Linked DNA regions of Triticum aestivum: region 1 is linked to region 2. A link is a contact called in public Hi-C data. All regions are on one chromosome and are shown on one strand. The core of a region is the stretch at or near the end of the contact, and the rest is flanking DNA. Distances in the headings are between cores, read along the strand shown.

What was found. Hi-C and Micro-C count contacts between places; a contact is called where the count stands out from the background.
Region 1: a Hi-C map of leaf shows a contact between it and region 2, with 3 times the contacts expected there. The contact joins the promoter of LOC123068954 here to the promoter of LOC123068952 in region 2. A contact is called at or near these places in 2 of 5 Hi-C or Micro-C datasets (both in leaf).

What each region holds. Positions count from the first base shown.
Region 1 is chr3B:126,611,944-126,614,643 of IWGSC CS RefSeq v2.1, forward strand. It overlaps LOC123068954 (acyl transferase 9), which reads left to right and starts at 1,364. Exons shown (of 2, transcript XM_044491660.1): 1 at 1,364-1,860. The coding sequence starts at 1,429.
Region 2 is chr3B:126,467,613-126,470,312 of IWGSC CS RefSeq v2.1, forward strand. It overlaps LOC123068952 (glutamine--tRNA ligase), which reads right to left and starts at 1,290. Exons shown (of 22, transcript XM_044491659.1): 1 at 1,136-1,290; 2 at 917-964; 3 at 757-828; 4 at 496-595; 5 at 171-266; 6 at 14-75. The coding sequence starts at 1,276.

The DNA.
Region 1 (2,700 bases), core at 114-2,613, 140 kb after region 2:
GGTGCTTTTTTACTCGTCGAGCCGAGATAGAAGGACGGAGGCTTGACAAGAGACGACTACTTGCGAGCCCCAATAAGGCATCACTCCAAAGCAACCACGGTGCTTGTTACTCGTCGAGCCAAGATAGAAGGACAGAGGGTTGACAAGAGGCGACTACTTGGAGCCCTAATAAGGCATCACTCCAAATCAACCATGGTGCTTTTTACTCGTCGAATCGAGGTAGAAGGGAGGATGATTGGCCAGAGACGACTACTTGCGAGCCCCAATAAGGCATCACTCCAAAGCAACCATGGTGCTTTTTACTCGTCGAGTCGAGGTAGAAGGGGGGATGATTGGCCAGAGACGACTACTTGCGAGCCCCAATCAGGCATCACTCCAAAGAAACCATGGTGCTTGTTACTCGTCGAGTCGAGATAAAAGGATGGAGGGTTGACAAGAGACGACTACTTGGAGCCCCAATAAGGCATCACTCCAAAGCAACCATGGTGCTTTTTACTCCTTGAGCCGAGATAGAAGGGGGGGATGGTTGGCCAGAGAAGACTACTTGCGCCCCAAAAAATCACCCTTAAAGCAACTAGGGTGCTTCTTACCCATTGAGCACCGAGGTGGGAGAGGTAGTGTTGACCAAAGACAACTATCGACGACGACAAGAATCGTTGTCGTAGTCGGCGGTGGTCATCGCAGGGCAACTCCTTGTACCTTCTTCTCCTTCCCCTTTCATGACATACATTTTTTTCCATTCATTTTTCTTGCTTAGTGTCGACAATCATACTAACGTTTTCTCATTGACCACATACACATATTCCTAGATTCTTGCTACGACGAGCCCACATGATCGTTGGATTTGATGTTGGTAAGCTCGTGGTGGTCGGATCCTGACAACGGCGAGTCAAGTCTGCCAGATCGACATGTGGGCGTCAAAAGAAGGGGGGGGGGGGTCTATCCGCATGTCGGTGGACGGTGGCGGCGAGACGTAGCCTTCGGGAGCACTAGTTAGTTTCCATGCGCGATTCAGGGGAGGACCAAGGAGATCGTCACTTCCAAGTGCGAGCTTGGAATTGAGGAGAACACAAACTAGATTAGGAGATCCGGGAGCTGCTAGAGACGTTTTCTTCGCTTTCTTCACTGCTGGGGAGCAAGTAAGAACGGCCGCCTTGCACGTGTGTTTGAACGGCTATCGAAACCCGTACGTCAAACACCCCATCGGACAGCCGATCTCGGCCGTTGAAAGCGCCCACGGTACACTGCCAAATAGTCCAGCGCTCTTCCACGACCCCACACCCACCACCCTCGCCGGGCCCCACACACCATCGAGCCACTGCCGAGCACCAAGCCAAACTCCATTTAAGGAACCAGCTCAAGCTTCAGAGCCTTGTTCTGAAAAACTCCACACACCTCACAGAAGCCCAGAGCAGAGCGAGAGCGGCCATGGCGTCGTCGAGCTTCAAGGTGACGCGGATCTCGGAGGGCGCGGTGAAGCCGGCGTCGGAGACCCCCGACCACACGCTGCCGCTGGCGTGGGTGGACCGGTACCCGACCCACCGTGGCCTGGTGGAGTCGATGCACATCTTCCGGTCCGGCGCCGACGCGGCCCCCGCCGTGATCCGCGAGGCGCTGGGCAAGGCGCTGGCCTTCTTCTACCCGCTGGCCGGGCGCATCGTGGAGCAGCCGGAGAAGGGGTGCCCCGCCATCCGCTGCACCGCCGACGGCGTCTACTTCGCGGAGGCCGTGGCGGAGTGCAGCCTGGAGGACGTGCGGTTCCTGGAGCGCCCCCTGCTGCTCCCCAAGGAGGACCTCGTCCCCTACCCCGCCGACGATCTCTGGGGCGTCGAACCCCACAACACCATCATGATGATGCAGGTATATACTAGTGCTCCCACCTCAGCGTCTCAACCAACCACGCCGCCGGCGGCCGGTCGGCCGGCCGCCGTGATTCTTAAGCTAAATCAGTCGCCCACGCATCGTTGATCTGGTCGCTTGAGTAGAGAGAGCTAGATCCGCGCGCGCGCGGGTAGATCTGGGGAGCAGAGGCGATAAGTCAAAAGCAAGCTAGCCGGCTGATGGATGGATGGCGTCGTCGTGGGAAGCTTCTCCCATTTTTCCCCTTCGACGCGTCGTGGGGAGGTAGTGGAGACGATTGGTTGACGGTGTCGGTCGAGGAGGCTGTCACGTGGGCCCTACCAGCGTCACCCCATCATCGGTCTTCCTAAAGGCGATTACGACCTCGCATGGAGTAATTAACGGCTACCCGGAGAGTTGACGTGGCCGGAATTACCCGGAGTGGTGAAGCAGAGAGCTCGTGATGCGTGTCTGTGAGTGTGAAGTGTGAACCATACTGCCATGATTCGCAACGGCAGGCTTGCCTCTTTCGTCCTCAGGACAGGGTTAGCTGAGCGGTTGCTGTGACGGGCCATCGACTAGGTTGACCGGTCCCGTCGCGGGCACGTACTAGTAGCTGCCTGGAACCGATAAGAATGCCGGCCGCCGGAGAGCTCGCGAAATCCCGGCGTTCTCTTGCGTTTCAGGGGAGGCGGCCGAGCGCGGCCACGGGGTGCTCCCTCGAGGCGCCACTGCGTCACTGCACTTTTGTTCTGTCGCGGCGTGCGTACGCGTAATGCCGCCGCTGCCTCCGACGGACGTGTGACCAAGCACGACTTTGCTTCGACCTCAGGCGACCACCATTACGCGGTGTGGTACGGT
Region 2 (2,700 bases), core at 40-2,539:
GATCATTTTGCACCTTTGTTGCCTTAGCATCGCCCCAGGGGTGCCGCTTCCTGACCTGTCCGCATAGGCCACCAACTGGGAGAAGGAAATGCAGGATCAAGGACCAGTTCTCTTCCCTCTAGTAATAAATCAGAAAATTCAGTAATATAAAAGTGAACTGGAAGCCAAACCATTTATGTGATACCGCTGCTCTAATATAGCTTCCATGTTTTCCTTTAGAACCTCAGCAACAGTTGACTGAATCTCTTCAATAGAAACAACCACACCTGCAGTCACAGATTGTGTTACAATAAATTGGAAGGATTGGACAAGAAAAGGTGCCCCTTCCATGTCCGATCGCAGAAAATGTGCACCAATTCAATATTCTTTTATCGTCCAAACAACCACATTCTAAAATCACGCTGGTAGAAATTTTTAGTGTACAGTCAGTGAATGTGCAGGCATGATTTATAATTTGCAGAAGCATAAAACTATATTCTGATTACGAAAACATACCTACACCACAGGCTTCTTCAAACTTCCCAATATCCAAAGATTCAGGACCAGTGTTGGTAAGAAACGACAGAGCAGCATCTAGCTGTGCAGGGTTCTTGATCTGAAGTGACATAGCAAAAAATACTTCAGATCCACGGCATAGGGAGAAACAAGCACTGAAACAGAACTAATTCTTCGCTTGAGCTCCCGGAAAAGAGCAGATAATGCAAACTGTGTGTTGAAACTGGATTGAAACATGAATAGGCCGGCAGACATATATACCTTCGTCGAAACGATGTAGTTAATGAGAGCGGGACGATGGACAAGTGCATTATTTGGGTATTTCGTGGCAACCTGTTTCATTCACGAACAAGTGCGCCCTCATAAGTCACACGCATAAGAATTCTCAAATTCAGCTGGGGAAATTGGTGCAGCTGCTTACTGCGTACAGAAGATTCCCAACGGACTTGTCGCATCCAGTTATACCAGCCTGTTCATACGCAGATCTATGGTTAAAAGGGGCAAAACATGGTAGGGGTTCCCAGAGATAGGTGGCGCCGATTTGGTCAGAGTAAGCCGACGCAACTTGCATCGGACGAGCAGAAATCAAACCCTAGCCGCGGGGACTACTACACGGGTAACGAGAGGAGGTGCTGCTTACCTCGGCTACGACGGCGGCTAGGTTGGCGGTGACCTTGCTATTGACCAGCGCGTTCTCGGCCGTGCGCTGGTCGAGGCCGAGCGCCAGCAGCGTCTCCAGCTGCAGCAGGGCCGGGGCCGGGGCCTTCTCGCCGTCGACCATCTCCGCCGCCGGCGCCTCCCGCTCCGGCTCCGGGGTCGAGTGTCCGTACGCGTGCGCGCGCCGCAGCTGGGGTTCAGGCGTCTCCGGACAGGGAAGGCCTGGGAGCGAGAGAGATGTGGGGATTGGGGAAAAGTGTGCGTGGCGTTGGGGGTTTCTGACGCAAGCCCACACATAAACCCTCCGGCCCACGCGCGTGGGTTGTGTGAGGCGATGTGCGTGGCCCGTGGCTTCGGAATGCGACTTGGGTGCCACGGAACTTGTTCTCTGTCGATTGGATATTGGATACAGCCAGACTGGTTCGCGAGCATCGTTTGTTTTAAGACGTGTCACGGCTATCACTTTCCCACGGCCGGATAAACACCTCGAACGTCAGCATCATGTGCGTGAATCTTATGTCCAAAAACAACATTTGCTTCCCAACTCAGAAAAAACATTTGCTTTTAGCAAGATTACTTCCTTCATCCGGATATGTAAGTCATATTAGGTCCAATTTACAGACCAGGATAGAGGTAGTAGGGTGCTATGAACGAAATATAGGCAAGTTTGACAAATAAGTAGGGCCCGAATTTGTATTGGGAGGAGAGGGGGGGGGGGGCGTTTAAGAAAGCAGTTTTCAAAGCATCGACATTTTTTAGAAAAAAAAATATAGACACACATATTCTTACCACCCCATTCCTTTAGAGCTTTACATATTTAGGGCCAGTATGAGTATACACTACTTACTAGGTTAGTGGTTATAGAAAAAGGTTGGGTGCACTTATTGCGCTATTAGTATATCTTCGTCCAGAAAATATTTCACCCATTCTTTAGAAGAATATTTTGACAATATTTCAACATTTTTGTGCACAACTGGTGGTTTTTACAACAGTATCTTTGTTCGAGTGCCCATTTTTATGGAGCTTGAGAAGAGCTCCTATATGGCGCCTTTTACGTCAAATAGGGACCCGACGCATATAGGAGGCCACGACTGGGCCAGCCCAGTGGCGTCCCGTGGATTGCTTTTCTTGGGCTTCTTCTCATTCTTCTTTGCGGCTCGGGTCATGTAGAGCTCGCTTTTTTTCCTTTTAATTTTGTGAAAGAACGCTAAATTTTATTTTGAAAGATTAAGAACATTTTTTTACATTTCGCCAATATTTTTTAATTCGAATTTTAGAAATTGTACGAGTTTGTTTGAGATAAGAATAATTTTAGAAATTTCGTACATCATTGAATTTTACAAACATTTTTTAATATGTTATGAATTTGTCATGAATTTTTGAATACGTTTGTATATTATTAATTTTACAAAAAAATGATTTTTTATGGAATTTTGGAAACATTTTTAATAAGTCAAAATATGTTGAACAATTATTTGAAAAAATATTAATCAACCATTTGATAAATGTTAAATGTGTATATCAAAAGTGTTGATCATGTATAAAAAT